6 separate regions of the Mus musculus genome follow, and all the other regions are linked to region 3. The links are chromatin contacts, called in public promoter capture Hi-C maps. All regions are on one chromosome and are shown on one strand. The core of a region is the stretch at or near the end of the contact, and the rest is flanking DNA. Distances in the headings are between cores, read along the strand shown. Region 1 holds the start of Pycrl (pyrroline-5-carboxylate reductase-like). Region 2 holds the start of Zc3h3 (zinc finger CCCH type containing 3). Region 3 holds the start of Txn2 (thioredoxin 2). Region 4 holds the start of Fam83f (family with sequence similarity 83, member F). Region 5 holds the start of Tab1 (TGF-beta activated kinase 1/MAP3K7 binding protein 1). Region 6 holds the start of Atf4 (activating transcription factor 4).

Region 1 (3,263 bases), core at 230-2,729, 2.0 Mb after region 3:
AGCCCCCAGGAAGAGCTGATCTGAGTCTATCAGAACTTGCCAGACACTCAGTTGTCCAGTGACCACCAGTCAGTGTTAAACGTGTCATTATGTCAAGAAATGCACCCTGTCCTAAGAATCAGAGTGCCTTGATCACTCTGGCCAGACAGCTGCATACACTTTCCGACAGACTTGAGGCCAAGTCTCAGCCTTGAACATTTCTGGGTGCCGCCCAGAATACACAAGTTCTTTACACTCATGTCCCTCACCCCATAGAATGGATTTTTGTCTCCATATTGAGGATTCTGCAGGTTCCCTGTTGCTACCTGAGACAGTTAATGTCTAAGAAGGAAAAGCCTTATTTAGCTGTAGTTTTTAGCTCCTGGTTTTACAGGTGTCCATCTAATGTCAGGCAGACTTAGTGCTTGTAGGCTTCAGGTGGGGTCTGGGGAAAGATTAGGAAATTATAACTCTTCACCTCGCACAGTGAGAGAGAGGGAAGGACTGGCCATCACATCCCAATTGTGGCAAGCAGGAGATGACCATCTTTACTGTGGGACCTCACAGTCCAAAGACAGCATGCACTGCCCTTCTAAGTGCTGTGTTCTAGTTTGCCTAATTATGCACATTCAAAACAAGACAGCAACAAACCACCTGTATGCTGGTGGTTGTTTGAATTGGTAATTTGGATGAGACGAAGGCTGGGATCCTGATCATTTTATTTATTTATTTATTTAGTTAGTTAGTTAGTTAGTTAGTTAGACAGGGATTCTCTCTGTGGCCTTGACTGTTCTGGAATTTGCTTTGTAGACCAGGCTGGCCTCAAACTTGAGCTCCACCTGCCTGGGACTGAGACCAAAGGTGTGTGCCACCACAGCCAGGCTTCTGATTGCTCATGAAAACCTGCCTTTTTTTCTGTTTTGGGCTTCTTGATTTGCTTGCTTTTTCTTTCCTCTGCTCTCACTTTAGCTAAATGACTATACATATAGCCAGCTAAGTGACTAAATGTCACTATATGTGGAATTCAATACAGATAACTATTTTGGTGAGACACTAAAGCACTCAAAAGTTTTTTTTAAATTAAAAAATAAGTGCTGTGTATTAGTGACTGATGGTTAGTGCTGCTTTTAATGTAGAGAACCAGAACCCACTCCGAGGACTGAACCCAAGGCACCCAAGCTAGGCAAGAGCTTGGAGTACCTACCTTACACCCCAGGCCCATCCTGGAGTGGTTCAAGCGTTTTTTGGTTTTTGTTTTTTTTGTTTTTCTCCCCCTCTAAATCTCTCTGTAAGGGTTTTGGAGAGACTCTAGCTAGCTTCAGGCTTCTCAGGAGGAATTAGACAGCCTGCTTAGGACTAGCTCCCCTTCCTTTCTCTTCTTTCCCCTCAGCAAAATCACTGACCAATGGTTTACCAAAGCTTGGGGGAAATCCCGCCTCAAGCGTCAAAATCCAAGTGTCTGCGCCCGCCCCGCCCCGCCCCGCCCCGCCCCTCTGTCCTCCCAAACCCGCCCAGTCGCTTCTGTCGGTCAAAGCAGTTCTAGTGGGCGGGACCCGCTGCCGCAAGGACGAGAGAAGGCCAGCTCAGAGCAGGATGGCGGCGACAATGTCTGAACCTCGGCGTGTGGGCTTCGTGGGTGCAGGCCGCATGGCGGAGGCCATTGCCCGAGGCCTCATCCAAGCAGGTGGGAGGCGAGGCCTGGCTGGGGGAGCTTTCGTTCTAATGGGAGGAGTTCGTAAGCCTTGGCGGGAGGGGCGCACGTGGTACACCAAGGGCCAGTAGGGTGAATTCGCTGGTTTCCTGGGTGAGAATCATACATCAGGACTCTATTAAGGCCTCCAGGATCGCTGGATGAGTCCGCAGTCCCTTCCCAGGCCGGTGAGTGGGCATGTTAGGCGAGGTGTGGGGGAAAAAAACCAAAAAAAACCAGTTCATTTATTTAACATTGATTGTATTGGTGAATATTCCTTTAAATGTATTGCATTAAAGAATATTACGATTGACTTCACGTGTGACTTCTTTGTAGTGGAGTTTGCTTGTTTCTTTTCTTTTCTCTTCTTCTCTTCTCTTCTCTTCTCTTCTTTTCTTTTCTTTTCTTTTCTTTTCTTTTCTTTTCTTTTCTTTTCTTTTCTTTTCTTTTCTTTTCTTTTCGAGACAGGGTTCATTTGGCCTGGAACTCCCAGGTAGACCAGGCTGATCCTGAACTCAGGGATCCACCTTTTTCTGCCTCCCAGAGTGTTGGAATTAAAAGTGTGAGCCACTCGCTGACTCGCTTTTAACTTTTTATCTCCTTAATGTGGCTGCGAGTTTCTAGTTCCATATGTGGCTCAAATCGTGCCTTAGATTGAACCGACTTAATGCCAAGTTAAATGTCTGACGTCCTGGCCTCTTCCTCCTCAGCCTCTGGCTTAACCAAAGGCTACCCATTCCTCAGCCCCCACTCTCAGAGGTGGGCAGCTGTGAGGACACTCGGGAGGAAGAGGATTGGCCCTGTGCTCTGAAGAGTGCCTGCTATCGCTGGTTTGTCATTTCTTTATGGCAACAATACCTTGAATTTGAAGACTGACGTTTCTCCACCAGTTCCAAATGTCTGCTACCTGGAGCTTGAGGGGTATGGTGGGGAGAGAGGCAAACTCTTCCGGGCTGAGGACTGCTGGTGTATATAACTGATGTTTTACTGGCCCAGCACGGCTGTACAGTATTTAGAAAACTTTATGAACAGATTGCGGGTAGAGGAAGTTGGTGACCTTTGGCTCTCTGCTTTCAGTTGTATTTCAAAGTCCAGAGGCCCATGATCATGGGAGGAGGGCTTCCTACAAGCCTTAGCAGTTTACACGTCGAACCTGGCAGTTCACCTGCCTCTTGCTGCTACACACACTGTCACTGACATCATTAGCTCCCTGGGGAAGGTTTTAGCATGCACTTCTGTCTGGCCCAGGCTTTCTACCCCTATATCCTCCAAAACCAGGTGGTGTCCACCAGAGGGGCCACTTCGTTTCCCCAGGACACACCAGCTCACTTGCCTGTTAGGTCTTTATCAGACTGGCTTTGTTTGTTTTTGTTTTAAGACAAGGTTTCTCTATGCAACCCCCTGGCTGTCCTAGAACTCACTCTGTAGACCAGGCTGGCCTGGAACTCAGATTCACCTGTCTCTTCCTAGATGCTGGGATTAAAGTCATATACCACCATCACCAGGCTAAGATCAGCTTTTTTAAAAATTATATGTTTGAGTGTTTTATCTGTTTAGGCACTGTGTGTGTGTCTATGTGTGTGCTTGCATGCTT
Region 2 (3,155 bases), core at 175-2,674, 2.1 Mb after region 3:
TTCAACTCCTTCAGTGCCTAACTTGGCTGTCCTGGAACTTTCTCTGTAGATTATGCTGGCCTTGAACTCAGAGATCCTCCTGCCTTTGCCTCCAGAGCACCTGCCTGTCTCTAGAATGCTAGGATTAAATGTGTGTCCCATCACTGCCCGGCCTGCCCGGCTATCTACCCTCACTTCTTCTTTTTTTTTTTTTAAAGATTTATTTATTTATTATATGTAAGTAAGTACACTGTAGCTGTCTTCAGACACTACAGAAGAGGGAGTCAGATCTTGTTACAGATGGTTGTGAGCCACCATGTGGTTGCTGGGATTTGAACTCCGGACCTTCGGAAGAGCAGTCGGGTGCTCTTACCCACTGAGCCATCTCACCAGCCCCTACCCTCACTTCTTAATGCTTGTCTTACAGGTATTCACTATCAAACCCAGCTTCTAGAACTTCTTTTTCAGGCGTAACAGTAGACTATGCAGATGTAGCTCACTGGTAGAGGCTTGGCCGGACTTGAGGCCTTAGGGCTCCAAAGATACTGCACATTCCTACATAGTGGCACACTCTTAATTGCAGCACTTGGGTGGCAGAGGCAGGCAGATTTCTGAGAGTTCCAGGCCAGCCTGGTCTACATAGGGAATTCCAGGACAGACAGAGGTACATAGCGAGATTCTGTCTCTAACAAAACAAATCACTGGATAATATCCCATTTCCATGTAAACAGTCATTCGGGTTAGCTATTATAAATAATGACATACAAATATGTTAGAATCGGTGTTTTCTACGCGTTGGTTATACACCTAGACGTGGGACTGTCTGATCACGTGGTAACTACCGTGAGTTTTTTTTTTTTTTCAGTATTTTCTAGAGGTTGCAGCCTTTCCTACTAAATGCCCTCAAGAATTTTCTTAACACCTGTAATCATCCGAAAAAAAAAATTGCCTCCGATTCCTTTTCGCTGTTCTCGTGCTGCTGCGGCAGCAAAGGCGTTAAAATGGCATCCCTTTGATTCCAGGTCCGGAGGCAGAGGAAAGAGAACTTCCGTAAGTTCGAGGCCAGCCTAGTCTACATAGCGAGTTCCCCAGTTATGTTTCTCTCCAGCCAGAAATACATCCTGTCTCAAACAAATAAATTGATAAAAGGAATTCCTGGGTCTAGGGGAAACTGTTAGCAACCTATCTCCTCCAAGTCTTCCGAGGAACCCCCAGCGGTGGAAATGATGCGCAGGAATTGGTGCAGAAGCCAGATTGCGGGCCACTTCCGGGCGCTTCAAGATGACGGATTTTTCTCGTTCTGCGCATGCGTCCTTCCAGGGTTGCCGGGGCGACGGTGCCTTCCAACCCCGTGTCCACGCATAGTGAAGTTCGGCGTTCTCTCCTCCCCGCCTGCGGGGACCAGTCGCGCGGCGATGACGTCGAGGGGGTCTGGCTAGGCGTCGCGGACTCCGGAGATGGAGGAAAAGGAGCAGCTGCGGCGGCAGATACGCCTCCTGCAGGGTGAGCTGGCTGCGGTCGGGCCGTGTGTTCCCTTGTTTCTTGTGATCGCCGTAGACCCTCTCCGAAGCGAGTGCTGTCGGTTGCGGTCTCCCGATGGTCGTCATGGGTGGGCATCGGAGCGGCCGAGTCGGGTTCGGCCCTCGCGTGACAGACCCGCCAGGCTTCGGGGCGAGGGAGCGGGCCGGGCCTCCAAGGGGCTGTCAGGAGATGATAGCACGGTGGTCTTACCAGCGAGTGGTCGCGGCAGCCGACTTCCAGGTTCGGCTGGCTCGGAAGCGTTTCTCTTCCGCTGCCGTTGAGTGCCTTTGGCTCGATTCAGGCACAGCCCCCACGTACTCAGGGCTGACTACCCAGGCACCAGCTTCAGCTTCAAATGTTTAGACTCAAGTTGGTCTTTATAAGCGTTCATATCGTTTTCAAAGTTTCCCCCACAAAAGCATGTCCTAAGGAGAGTCCAAGTGGCCTTCCTATTTGAGACTACTTCGTGCGTTTCCCTAACACCCGACCGGAGGTGTCTGGCAGGATTCGAGGGTCGAGGCAGGCCCTGTGTGTGTGTGTGTTTGGTTATTGGGGATCCAGCGAGCCTGCTGGCGTTCCTTCACTCTTCTTCCAGGGCTCCATGAGTCACTTCATTGGAAAATCCTTGTGGTGGTGGTATCAGGTGTTTTTCTGTAGGAGATGATGTTAGTTAGCTGTTGGGTCATCATTGTGTTTTTGTTTTTTTGTTTTTTATTTCTGTCTGTCACGTACTGGGTTAGAGAAGCGTCAGTTCTGAGAAGACAGTTATGCACTATGGTGCAGTCCTGCAATTTTCCCCGTGAGTGGGTAAACTACAGGGCCTCAGTGGAAGACTTGTCCAGTTCTTACCCAGGCACCACAGGTTTCTGGTCCCTGACTGTTTTTTTTTGTTTTTTTGTTTTTTTTTTTGGTTTTTTTTGTTTTTTGTTTTTTGTTTTTTTTGTTTTTTTTTTTTTGGTATAGGGAGTGACACTTGCTCTCAGAACATTGTAGATCTCATAGGCCAGGGGGTAGAAGCAGTCATACCACAAAAGCTGCCATCTTCAGGATAAGCAAGCCAAATACTAATAGTGATGGAGAAGTGCTCACAGAATTGACAAGCCTAGAGATTTGGACTGAACTTTACATGGTTTCCAGTCACTTAGGACTGCTCTCAAGTCAGCAAGGCGAGCAGGTCTGGAGTATTAGGGTAGGGGTAGTAGTCTTGATTGGTGCTGTTTTTATTCACATCTCCTAGGTAACTGAGCGTGTGATTCTGCCTTCTCAGGTCTAATTGATGACTATAAAACACTCCACGGCAATGGCCCTGCCCTGGGCAACTCATCAGCTACTCGGTGGCAGCCACCCATGTTCCCGGGTGGCAGGACCTTTGGCGCCCGCTACTCCCGTCCAAGTCGGAGGGGCTTCTCCTCACACCATGGCCCTTCGTGGCGCAAGAAATACTCCCTTGTGAATCAGCCTGTGGAATCTTCTGACCCAGCCAGCGATCCTGCTTTTCAGACATCCCTCAGGTCTGAGGATAGCCAGCATCCTGAACCCCAGCAGTATGTACTGGAGAGACAGGTCCAGCTCAGTCCAGATCAGAATATGGTTATTAAGATCAAGCCACCATCAAAGTCAGGTGCCATCAATGCTTCAGGGGTCCAGCGGGGGTC
Region 3 (2,844 bases), core at 66-2,565:
ACAGAAAAGGGACCCAGAGACAGTGCAGAATCTAGTACCTAGTAGCACTTTTCTCAGAGAGCTCTGGGAGAGCCTTCCAGGCACAACTGCAGATGTAGAACACAAAGACGCCTCAGCAAACCACTAATTATTGAGAGAGTGGGTTAAAATAGGGTGGTAGATGGAGTCCATCTGCTGGGACACATCACATAACCCCTCTGACAGAAACCACTTGCTGAGGTGCGCAAAGATTCTCAACTTAGTGTCTATTGAACAGCCTCTCTGTGCTGGGCATTGTACCAGGTTGGCGCTAAGTATATGCAGATGAGACAACCACAAGTCCCTACTCTCAGAAAGAGACGTTGTCCATGTGTTCTGGAGGATTATAAAGCAGGCGCTAGTGAGAAGAAAGCAGTACTATTCAGAGAAGATAAGGTGAGCAGGTGTTCTAAGTACCCAGAGACAAAGTTCAAAGTGAGCAAAGGTATGGAAGGGAAGGTGGACAGCAACGTGTTCCCCGATCGTAAGGGGCTGGAATACTGGTTACAATATGCATAAATGAGGGACTTACACCTCAGTCACTCATGCCAGTGGGAATGGAGAGAAAGCCCTACACTTTACCTTGGATAGTGCTTCCTTGACAGTTCCAAAAAGTAAGACATGACAGTACAAAAGGTAAGGGCTTTAGAAGTACCGCCAGCCCTTAGGGGCAGAGGGACTTGCTCAATCATAAGAAGTTAGGTTGGGCAGAAAAGAATCAAAAACGGCAGAATAACCCCTTAATGCGACATGTGTACACACACACACACCACACACACGACCGGATCTCACGTAGTTCCTAAGTATCGAGGATGACTTTGAACTCCTGAGCCCTCCGGGGTCCTGGGATTAGGTGTGTGCCATCACACCCAGTTTACTTGGTATTGAGAAGCCAGGCTTTGGGTGTGCTAGACAGGAATCCAATTGAGCCATAACCCCAGCCCGGGAATCTCTTCCTTTTAACACTAAGCTTCTGTCGAGAACAGAGCTTCCTCGGCATTAAAGTGAACACAGCCTTCCAGCCCTTTCCAGAGCTCAGATCCAAGGGTGGGCAATGCCAAGAGGCGCAACACAGCAGGAGCTTGTTCCAAAGCCACTCCTTCCTTCCCGCCCTCTCACCCATCTCCTCCCTCACTGGTCCCACACATTTTCCGGTCCCTCCTCCACGATCCCATTCCTTCCGGTCGCGCCCCTTCAGCCCTACATTTTTCCGTCCTCCTCATTGGTGAAAAAAACCGAGCCGCCCCCAAGTTGCAGAGAAACGTCGTCCGCATAGTCTTTCCCGGAAATGACGCTAGACCTGCCCCTGAGGAAGTGACAACAGGAGTGCCCTTGACGGGCAGGCCGGCTGGGCTCTGCATCCCTCTGCTCGCACTGCCGGGAGGTAGGAGCCCTTGCGGGGTGGGCTGAGCCGGGCTGGCGGCGCGCTTCTCTGCAGGAAGGCGATCGGCAGGGGGATGCCCCTAGAGGGAGGAGGTGGCCTTGGCAGCTGCACGTCCTGTGCTCCCAGTCTCCCTGTCCCCCACCCTCCCCAACACGTGTCCATTCTTTGGGCTTCCCTCCGTACACATGCCACCCGCTTCACTTTGGTACCCCATGGCCGGTTCCTACGCCTCTCAGTTCCTCCTTCCGTAGTTGGGAGTCTTCTTCGCTCATTCTTCGACAGCTTCCCTTTCCTTAATTTCCCATAAAAACACTTTTTTAAAAGAATGACTGATAAAAATTTTACAGACGGCCTTGGGTTCCAATTAGCTGTACTTTAAAAACTGGCCTACGTTGGGCATGGCACTTAACCTACCTGTTGCCCTGAGTATGGACGGTATTATAAGGTTTCTTCAGAGTTGATCAGAGAGAGCCAGTGATGTGTGTGTGTGTGGGGGGGGGGGGCATTGGGCTATACACAGTGATGTAAGGCACTTGAGCCTTGTCCCTCCCTCCATTGACCTTTTATAATTCCACCTCAGCCTTGATTTCTTTTTGGCTGTCAACCCAGTTTTTCTGCCCTTCTAACTTAACGTCTATTCAGTGATGCTGACTCCTTACTCACCTCTAGATATTTTTTTTTTGTTGTCGTGGGGAGGTTTTAGAGACCAGGTTTTATTGTCTAGCCCAAACTGACCTTGCCTTATATCACCTGCCTCGCCTCCCAGGAGGAGGATTGACAGGTGGGCCCCACCACACCTGGCCTTTGAAAATCATATATTACAGTATTTCCATGCATCTTGCTTCCAATTCTGTATGTTCCCAACACCTCATTATTCCAGAATTCTTTGTTTTCCTAGTGTGTTGACTTCCTATTGCATGGCCCCAGCTCTTCCTGCCTCTTGCTCCCACAGATGGCTCAGCGGCTCCTCCTGGGGAGGTTCCTGACCTCAGTCATCTCCAGGAAGCCTCCTCAGGGTGTGTGGGCTTCCCTCACCTCTAAGACCCTGCAGACCCCTCAGTACAATGCTGGTGGTCTAACAGTAATGCCCAGCCCAGCCCGGACAGTACACACCACCAGAGTCTGTTTGACGACCTTTAACGTCCAGGATGGACCTGACTTTCAAGACAGAGTTGTCAACAGTGAGACACCAGTTGTTGTGGACTTTCATGCACAGTGAGTACTGGGGACAGTAAGAGATGGAGGGTCTTACTTAAGTATTTATTGAGGGCTCACTATGGCTCTCTACCATGTGTAATGCTTATCTACATACACTCATTATGAAGACTTTTGAGACCCTGTGCCTGTCCTTAAGTATGCAGTATGGTAGGAGACAGATTGATGGTCTTCCTAGCACACTAGGAGACATGCTGCCTCATGCCTACGTCCTGTATCTCAGTGCC
Region 4 (3,064 bases), core at 318-2,817, 2.7 Mb before region 3:
CATGGTAGCAGGAGAGAACAGACTCCCCAAAGATGTCCTTTGACATCCATATGTGCCAGGACACCCCAAACACAATACATGCATGGGATAAAAGTATGTCTATCACCTCTCAGTCTTTAGAAGGTAAAATAATATCTGTCCCATTAAATCTGAATTTAGGTAAATGAAAAGTCACTTTTAGCATCAATGCAGCCGCCGTGCAGCTTATTTGGAATAAAAAGATACAAAAAGACCTATTTGAAGTTTGAATTTAATGCAATAGCCCACATTTTATCTGGAAACTACCCAAGTACCCAAGGGCACAGAGGAAAAGATTAGTCTTTCACCTACCCCACAGCCAGCTGTCCAACTGGTATTCTAACCAGGCTCCTTGGAAACATCTCTCAACACCCAAGCAGAGCAGATGGGCAAAGTAGGAGCCTCTTCCTGAGCTTGGTCCAGTGCTTTGTGGGAGCACCCAACACTGGGCCAAGCCACTGCTAGAGCTTAAAATAGCGTTCCTCATTCATTTGAGCCTGCTTGGGCTCTAGTGCCAAGCCCAGGAGAGGATGATAATGGGAAAGTCGGGTTGTTTGGGGGAGAAAGGCTCCTAAGAAAAGCTCATCTGGCCCAGAGGGGAAGGGAGGCTATTACCAACTTCATGCGATTGTGAAGATCAAATAGGGAAACGGCCGAGGATACGCCTTGTAAATAAATCCCTGGTGATAGTTCATGATCAAGCCCTTTGAGTGGCTAGTTTAGCACAGGGCCTCACAACTGTCACACTGCCCAAGGAAGATGGATGGTGACAGAGGTATACCAACACAAGGCTAGCGCACCTAGACACTGTAGTAAGAAAAACCAGTGCTTTGCCACGAACTTACACATCCATCTTTCAAAAGGTCTCATCACAGCTGCACAAGGTGAGCGCCAGCGGGGGTCCATTTCCCAGAGGATGGTGAGAGTGGCCCGCAAGTGAGACCAGGCAGGGGAGTGTGTGTGTGTGTGGGGGGTCCCTCTGGTGCAGGACTGGGGCCCGAGGCCTACCTTCTGGGCCTGCTGGATCATCTGCCTGACCACCTGCTTCAGGTGCGGTGCCTTCTCTTCTTTGGGCGGGTGGGTGAAGAGCGTGACTCGGCTCACACCGCGGTAGAAGTTGGTGTCTGTCCACCCCAGGTCCAGTGGGGGCACTTCGGTGTCCGAGCGGTCTGGCCAGTAGGCCAGGGACTCAGTGGGCTGGGCCGGGACCTTGGCCTTGGCCTTAGCCTTGGCACGGGTGCTGGAGACTGCCTCCTCGTAGGGGCTCCAGGCGGCGCAGAGGGCCTGGCGCTCCTGGCTGGAGAGGAAGTCCCGCAGCCGCTCCTTCTTGACCAGTTCGCGGTAGGCCTGCTCGCCTCCACCCAGCAGCGCCTCCAGCGCGGCCCGCCGCCTCTCGCAGTAGTAGAAAGCTGCATGTGCCTCGGTCACCCTCTCGTTCACGTGCGCCTCGTCCAGGCAGCTCAGTTGGGACTCGGCCATGGCGCCCCAGCCCTGTCCCGGGGCCCCAGGCTCGGACCCTGCTGTCCCCACCGCCGCACCTGGAGCGCTCGAGGGGCGGGGCGCCTCACCTGGCCGCGAGGTCCGCCTCGGCCCGCCCAGCGATCGCCAGTCGGCCAATCGGCGCGGGCCCCGGTGCGGGCGCGGCCGTCGGGCGGAGAGGGACCGCCGCCTCTGCAGGGCTTGCGGGGACCTCACGGGCGGCTCAGCCGACGCCCTGCGTCTCTGGCCTACTTAGCCCGGCTGGGGTGCAGAGTGTCGGCGTGGAAGTGAAAGCCCGGCTGTGGTCAGAGGCACGTGCGGCCTTTGAGTCACGCCCGCCTCCCAGCTGCGACCCATCAGTGCAGGGAAGGTCGGCGACCTGACCCCTTTACGCCTCCAGCACCCTCGGGACTCAGCCCCGCGGGTACAGCCTCATCTTCCCGCAGGCAGGGCCCAGAGCACGTGTTCTAGTCCGGACGCCTGCGGAATTTAGTAGCATCCTGACCCACTCCGGCCTTCAGGGTCCAAGTGTGTGTGCTGTTGGGCTAGATCGTCGGACTGTGTAGGGGGCAGTCTGTGTGGGAAAGCAAAGATGCTAATGAAATCCCTAGTTCTCCCGCCCACGCGTCCCAGTTCTGAGATCAGAGGCCTCCAGGGGCTGTCAATTCAACACCAACACCGTCACTACAAAATTTTTTTCTCCTAAAAGAATCACCCAAATAGCAAAGATGTAAGCAGGAGGCAGTGGATTTGCCCCTCATTTTAATTTGAAGTGGTGTGTGCGTGTGTTTGGGCCTGATAGGCTGCCAGAGGCCTGATTACTATATTAGCGATTCAAAATACATGTTTGAGCCCAAGGAAGGAAGCTGAGCACAGACACGCGCGTGCACACCACCACCATCACCACCAGAGGATCTGCTGTTTCCCATTGGATTAAATACAATCTTCTTAGTCATTAACATATTATTTTGTTCGTGTGCTGCTGTACAATTTTGATTCTCCACATTCAAAATATTTTCAGATCATAGCAACCAAAGGTTCACATTTCTCTCATTTTGTAGCACAGCGACTTGGAGCTGGAAGGAGCTTTAGAAATGAGTCCAACCCCCTCATTTCACAAACGAGGAAATTGAGGCCTAGAAATAAATGCTTTTCTATATCTCCCGAGAAAGGAGCGGCTAAGCAAAGGAACTGCTATGCTCTCTGCGGTGAGGGAGGTCCTTTCCCAACATGTGGCCTCCTTTGCTTGTTCTTATAAAGAAACAGAGGTTATTGGGGTTATTAGGGGTGTGTATGAAGGAGTCAATAGGCATCTCTCTCTCTCTCTCTCTCCCTCTCTCTCTCTCCTTCCTTCTATCTCTCTCTCACTCCTTCCTTCTCTCTCTCTCTCTCACTCCTTCTCTCTCACTCCTTCCTTCTCTCTCTCTCTCTCTCTCTCTCTCTCACTCCTTCCTTCTCTCTCTCTCTCTCTCTCTCTCCCCCTCCCTCCCTCCCTCCTCTGTGCTTGGGATAAAACTCAGGGCTTTGGAAAATTAGGAAAGGGCTCTTTCATTGATCTATACCCCAC
Region 5 (2,894 bases), core at 263-2,762, 2.2 Mb before region 3:
CGGCTGGGACACCGGGATTCCTCTCAGTAGGTATGTCCTTTCATCCTGAGGATGGAAGGGGCCTTACACAGTTATCTTTTCCTGTTCCTTCCCTAGCATCAAGACACTACGGGTTAAAGCCGGCCCTCCCTCCCCCTTTTTAAAGTCCGCCAGCATACACAGAGAACACATTCTCTGTGTGCTGGGAAAAGCCTACACTCTGCCCTAACTGGTGTTCTTTGGGTCCCATCACAAGGAAGAGACAGAAGATACTTGACCCAGTCGACCTTTCTCTTGTTAGCAAGCCAACTCAGTCGGCATCAGTCACTATTTTTTTCCCAGCCCCTCTTTCTCTCAAGGTCACAATCATATCAGTGTTCCCCAGACGCTTTCTACAATGGGGACATTTATACAAGGGCCTTGCCCTCTGGGACCTTACAAAACAGAGAGCCAGACCTCTTTACTCCCAGGGTTTTACAAAAGGCCCGAGCAGGCACACAATAGTGAAGGGAAAGCCATCTCTCTCTTCCCCCACGTCTCCCTCTGGCTTCAGATCCTCTAGGCCAGGCAAGCTACTTCCCCCCACCCTTGAAAAGCCAAGACCTAGTTCCTGACCAATTTCCTCATTCTGTGACAGACACTGACCAAGCACCTAGCATGCAAGGGTGGTAGGGTGGTGAAGTCAACATGCTAAGAGGCGCTGGTCTTCAAGGAAGCAGACATCCAGAGGCAACTCCTACAGAGTGCCACGGTAAGGAAGGCCAAGGGATCCCCGCCCTGTCCTGGCAGATCCAAACAGTACTCTGAGCTAACATACATACATGTGTAACTGCACATATGTGAGAAAGATGCAGGGACGGGTAGACTACATCAAACCGTGGAGGTCCAGATGACCAGGTCGGGGTGCCTGGAGCCAACCTTCAACGGGACCCGGTGAACTGGGAGGCAGAAGTAAAACCCTACGCCCTCACTTGAGGAGCCTAAACCTTAGGGGTGTTTCTGGAACCAGACTATTTTAATCCTGCCTCTGCCTCTGCCGCTCACCAGCTGCCTGACCTCGGTTTCCTCGTCTGTAAAAACTTTTAGTCGCTAACTATTCTCCGGTGCTGCTGGCGAAGCTTATAAACGCGAGGCGGTCCACACAATGCCAGAGATACAGCACGCCTTACACAAGCGGGGGGCTATTTATTATTAGTCGTGTCCACGCTCCGGATGGCCCGCTCGGCGGCGCCACGTCCCCTTCCGGCTCGAGGACGCTCCCACTCCGCAGGACCCCGGCGCCCTTGACCCCCTAGAGGCCCCAGCCTGCGACGCGCACGCGCAGAACAGGCGCGGCGCCAGCCGGCTGTGGGTCTCGCGCGCTGCAAGCCCCCAAAGGCCTCTGGGGCGAGAGGGCCATGCTCTGCCATCTAAAGACAACAGTTCCTGCACCCGAGGACACACCCGAGCTCCCAACCCTCCCAGCCCGGAGAGCGGGTCGGTTTCCTCACACTCTGGAGCAGGCTCCTCCTCTGCGCCGCCATCTTGGAGGACCCCGCGGCGCGCCAGGCTCTCGGAGTGGCGGGATGAGGGGCTAGAGCGGCTCGGGCTGCCGCGGAGCTTATCCACAGCGCCCCCGGCGGAGCGGAGGAGGCGCAGCAGAGGCGCCTTGAGCAAGCGCGGCTCTTGCCCCCACCCCACCCCCAACCCCATCAGCCTACTTTCTTCGACTTTCTTGTTTCCTGGGGTCTTTATGGGTGTGCTTTCTCCCGGATTTTTTTTTCACCCCGATGGAGATCCTGAGATCCTATTTAAAGCGGCTTAGCGAGGAGGGAGCAAGAGAGAACGAATGATTCAGTTTACAAGAGTAGTGGGTGACTGACTGCCTGATCTTATAATGGAGGCCACCCCAATGCCAAACTAGCTGAAGTTAGATTTGGAGAAGACTGCAATTCCGAGTAGTTGTAAATTCTCAGAAGTTAAATTTATGGACGGTAACATGGGAGTGTAGTGTTAGCTGGCAATGTAATTGCAGGCCACTTGGCGTGACTGGCCAGTGCCCAAAGGAAGAGTCTGTTTGTTCTAGAAGCACGGTGCGGAAGCTCGATTTGGAGAGTCACAACTGTAATCCCAGAGTTTAGGAGACTGAGGCAGGGGGATTATAAATTTGAGTCCTGTAATCCCATCCCTTAAGAAGAGACAGGAGGAGCCGAGCGTGGTGACACACGCCTTTAATCCCAGCACTTGGGAGGCAGAGGCAGGCGGATTTCTGGTCTACAGAGTGAGTTCCAGGACAGCCAGGGCTATACAGAGAAACCCTGTCTTGAAAAAAAAAAACAAAAACAACAACAAGAAGAGACAGGAGGACCAGAAGTTTGATACCAGCATGGACTACTATATGACACCCTGTTTCATTAAATGAATAAATAATCCAGTATCAATTTTTTTAAAAGATTTGTGTATTTATGTATGAGTACACTATAACTGTCTTCACACACCAGATCCCATAGGTCCCATTAGAAACGGTTGTGAGGCACCATGTGGCTGTTGGGATTTGAACTCGGGACTTCTGGAAGAGCAGTCAGTGCTCTTAGCCGATGAGCCATCTCTCCAGCCCCCCAGTATCAAGCATTTTATTAAAGCAACAGGAAATGGCCTAAGACAGTGCTGATGGGCCAGTGTGGTGGCACATGCCTTTAATCCCAGCACTTAGGAGTCAGAGGCAGGCGAATTTCTGAGTTCGGGGCTAGCCTGGTCTACAGAGTGAATTCCAGGACAGCCAGGGCAACACAGAGAAACCCTGTCTCGAGAAAACAACAACAATAAAAAGACAGTGCTGATGGGAAGAAGTGTGTCAAAGATCCCTGCAGATTTTTTTTTGCAGGCTCAGGTAGGTTTATGGAGCAAGAGAAAGGTGTGAGTTCCACGTTAGCATG
Region 6 (3,168 bases), core at 612-3,111, 2.3 Mb before region 3:
TGTCTTCCTCCTTTACACATGGAGGGATTAGAGTAATGTAAGCAGCAGAGTCAGGCTTCCTGTCTCCTTCAGAGATATCAACTTCACTGCCTAGCTCTAAACTAAAGGAATGCTCTGGAGTGGAAGACAGAACCCCTGGGGAACAGGGGAAAGGCTGCAAGAATGTAAAGGGGGCAACCTGGTCGACTTTTATTAAACTTTCTGGGAGATGGCCAATTGGGTTCACTGTCTGAGGGGGCTCCTTATTAGTCTCTTGGACTAGAGGGGCAAAAAGATCACATGTGTCATCCAACGTGGTCAAGAGCTCATCTGGCATGGTTTCCAGGTCATCCATTCGAAACAGAGCATCGAAGTCAAACTCTTTCAGATCCATTTTCTCCAACATCCAATCTGTCCCGGAAAAGGCATCCTCTGGGAAAAGAAATTCAGGTGTGAACGGTTCATGTCATATTCGGGAGGCAGAAAGCCATTAGAACACCAGATCCATATGAAAAGGGCACACCAGGACAGCCGTCCTACTCACCCTTGCCGGTGTCTGAGGCACTGGCCAAGCCATCATCCATAGCCGGCCATTCCGAGGAGCCCGCCTTGTCGCTGGAGAACCCATGAGGTTTCAAGTGCTTGGCCACCTCCAGATAGTCATCTAAGAGACCTAGGCTTTCTTCAGCCCCCAAACCCGACTGGTCGAAGGGGGACATCAAGTCCCCCGCCAACACTTCGCTGTTCAGGAAGCTCATCTCGGTCATGTTGTGGGGCTTTGCTGGATTCGAGGAATGTGCTTAACTCGAAGGTATCTTTGTCCGTTACAGCAACACTGCTGCTGGATTTCGTGAAGAGCCTGGATGGGGACCCAAAAGCAAGTCCAGTCATCTTTCTATCTAAGATGCCGGATGGCCAAATCCCAGAAGCGTCTACAGGGAGAGCACGCGGGCCCAAGGCCATTGTGTAAGCCTCCCCGGCCGCCAGCTCGGGTTGCACAAGATGGAGGCTTAGCTTTGCTTCACCGGCCACCCAGAGGAAGCAGCTTGTCCTCGCGTCCTAATACGGCCAAGGCCGCCGCGCCCCGCCCCCGTGACTCACACCCCCGCCCCACCGCCATCTTGGGCATCGCCACGTTCGCAGGATGACACGGGGACCCCGGTGAGCCCGAGATGATTAAGCTAAGACAGGACGAAGGGGCAGCAGTAGCGCTTTAGACACTCCTCCGCCCAGCTCTGCCCGGGAGCGCCGGCGTCGCAGGCAACGCAAACAAGGCCGACGCGTCCGGCCGCTTGTAAAACCGCGTGTGCCGGCCACCGCGCCCGGGCCGCACCCAACCACAGCGAGGCCCCCGCCCTCCGCGGCCGGCCCCATACTCACGCCATGGCTTAGGCCGGTGGGGGTTGCCGCTGCAGAGCCTGGTGCTGCTGCCGCCGCTGCAAAGGCCAACGCTGCCGCAGGCACTGCTGCCTCTAATACGCCATGGTGGCCGCAAGCCCTGCGGGAGGGGAAGAGGAAAGGGACACCCGAGCACACAACTTAAACCGGCAGACAGCAAGCAGAAATGGCGGCGGCACGCCCTAAACCCGCCCTTTATAGCCTCGGCCAGGGACGCAGCACACCGCGTATCCTCCCACTGTGGTCACGTGATCCTACCGCAGCGCCACCAAACCGCCTCTCACTGACGCCCTCGCCCGCCCCAACCCTTCTCCGCTGTGCTCGGGGGGTAACTGTGGCGTTAGAGATCGTCCTAAAGGCCCCATGAGAGAAAAGTGCACTACTTTATAGGTTGACGACCAGCCGCGGTCTGGTTCCGGAGCGCGGAGGGATCGCTCGTTGACGAATTTCCGGTGTCTTACAAGGCGGGGTGGGACACCTAGCCAAAGCTCTGACGGTCAAAGCCGAAGCTGCCAGGTTATCACGCGAGACGCCGTCGGAGCGCGCGTCGAGCTGATTGGCCCAGGCGTGGCGAGTCACCTAAACCTCAAGTTCCTATTGGCTCTGCACCTGGGCGCTCTAGGATCAGGGGTCTGCGTGGAAAGGGAGGAGCCACCAGAGGTTCCGGGCGCCAGACTGTCACACCTGCCATCTCTTGTCAGATGTGATCCATGTGTATTTGCTCTCTCCGGCATCGCTCCGCACCGAGCAAACAGCTTCCAGGCGTGACCTTTGGGCTGGAAGCCATCTTTTCATGTATTTGTTGTTTCCAGAACCGAGTGGGCAGGCTTCAGGCATGTGGAGAGACCCTTCTGAGTTAGCTGGTCCAAACCTTCAGCTTCCTGTCAGTCCTGGGACAGGGACGGCACTTGGAGGCAGGGCGTTCGTGTTGGGGTCTTCTTGGGAGATATTCCGGTTCCTCCAGTTCAGCGATTTCCCCTGAACCGGGGAAACATGCCTAACCTCAGGTCTAACCTCCTATGCCCATCCTCCCATCATAGAGGCCCTCACTGCCGGTTTGTATAGGGTCAGTTCCCTTAAGATCAGGTTTATTCAGTTGGCTCTCAAGCCTTAACTTCCAGGTATCACCTTCCCAAGAAGTCATCCTGATGAGTGAGCCTGCCGCCTAAGTGATCGGGAGCCCCAGGTACTGGTCAAGGCCTCACCATAAAGGATGCTGTTTTGAGAGTGCTGAGAGGCTCTTTCCAACTCCAGCCTGGAAATCTTAAAAAGAGTTTCCACTTCTGTTTAAGTGACTCACACAAATACCACTCAACTGGCACAGTGCCTGCCACTTACTGCTCAGTGATTATTTGCAAGCCTTGTACAACCCAACCCTAGCGCTCGGGTACCATAGTTCAAGGTCGTCCTTGATTATATGATTGATTGCTATTTATTAATTCGAACCTAACTCTCCAGTCCCTATATCCCTAACTCCATCCTCCTTCCTCAGAGGAGCCTTTATTATTGTTTACTGAGACGGAACCAACCATAAAACACGAGGCCTACATAATGAGATGTTTTTATACCCAAAGAAGTCACAAGTGCATGTGCACACATACAGAAGTTACCTAGTCTTTCCATGCAAAAGCAACAAAAGGGTAACTATGTCCTCTCTTTGCTCTGGAAACCAAAACAGCAGCCACACTGCTACATTAAGTGGACATCCCTTACAAGTTTCTGTCCCCTAAGCATAATGTACCCTGCAAACCATGGTTTTTAACCTATGCTGAGTTCCTAACTCTATGATGT

What was found. Promoter capture Hi-C pulls out the DNA fragments that hold promoters and counts their contacts.
Region 1: a promoter capture Hi-C map of embryonic stem cells shows a contact between it and region 3, with 6 times the contacts expected there. The contact joins the promoter of Pycrl here to the promoter of Txn2 in region 3. A contact is called at or near these places in 1 of 39 promoter capture datasets (embryonic stem cells) and 1 of 115 datasets of contacts at active chromatin or transcription factors (microglia).
Region 2: a contact with region 3 is called in a promoter capture Hi-C map of hippocampal neurons, with 3 times the contacts expected there. The contact joins the promoter of Zc3h3 here to the promoter of Txn2 in region 3.
Region 4: a promoter capture Hi-C map of liver shows a contact between it and region 3, with 6 times the contacts expected there. The contact joins the promoter of Fam83f here to the promoter of Txn2 in region 3. A contact is called at or near these places in 2 of 39 promoter capture datasets (both in liver).
Region 5: a promoter capture Hi-C map of liver shows a contact between it and region 3, with 9 times the contacts expected there. The contact joins the promoter of Tab1 here to the promoter of Txn2 in region 3. A contact is called at or near these places in 3 of 39 promoter capture datasets (liver and pre-B cells).
Region 6: a contact with region 3 is called in a promoter capture Hi-C map of liver, with 6 times the contacts expected there. The contact joins the promoter of Atf4 here to the promoter of Txn2 in region 3. A contact is called at or near these places in 2 of 39 promoter capture datasets (both in liver) and 1 of 9 other capture datasets (liver).

What each region holds. Positions count from the first base shown.
Region 1 is chr15:75,919,776-75,923,038 of GRCm38.p6, reverse strand. It overlaps Pycrl (pyrroline-5-carboxylate reductase-like), which reads left to right and starts at 1,479. Exons shown (of 6, transcript NM_025412.2): 1 at 1,479-1,663. The coding sequence starts at 1,573.
Region 2 is chr15:75,840,177-75,843,331 of GRCm38.p6, reverse strand. It overlaps Zc3h3 (zinc finger CCCH type containing 3), which reads left to right and starts at 1,424. Exons shown (of 12, transcript NM_172121.1): 1 at 1,424-1,482; 2 at 2,768-3,155. The coding sequence starts at 1,437.
Region 3 is chr15:77,927,465-77,930,308 of GRCm38.p6, reverse strand. Txn2 (thioredoxin 2) reads left to right here and starts at 1,315. Exons shown (of 4, transcript NM_019913.5): 1 at 1,315-1,402; 2 at 2,355-2,617. The coding sequence starts at 2,355.
Region 4 is chr15:80,670,350-80,673,413 of GRCm38.p6, reverse strand. It overlaps Fam83f (family with sequence similarity 83, member F), which reads right to left and starts at 1,567. Exons shown (of 5, transcript NM_145986.2): 1 at 1,027-1,567. The coding sequence starts at 1,497.
Region 5 is chr15:80,131,764-80,134,657 of GRCm38.p6, reverse strand. Tab1 (TGF-beta activated kinase 1/MAP3K7 binding protein 1) reads right to left here and starts at 1,512. Exons shown (of 11, transcript NM_025609.3): 1 at 1,470-1,512. The coding sequence starts at 1,502. It overlaps Gm31253 (a long non-coding RNA gene), which reads left to right. Exons shown (of 3, transcript XR_384256.4): 1 at 1-30.
Region 6 is chr15:80,253,877-80,257,044 of GRCm38.p6, reverse strand. It overlaps Atf4 (activating transcription factor 4), which reads right to left and starts at 1,861. Exons shown (of 3, transcript NM_009716.3): 1 at 1,360-1,861; 2 at 524-838; 3 at 1-411. The coding sequence starts at 746.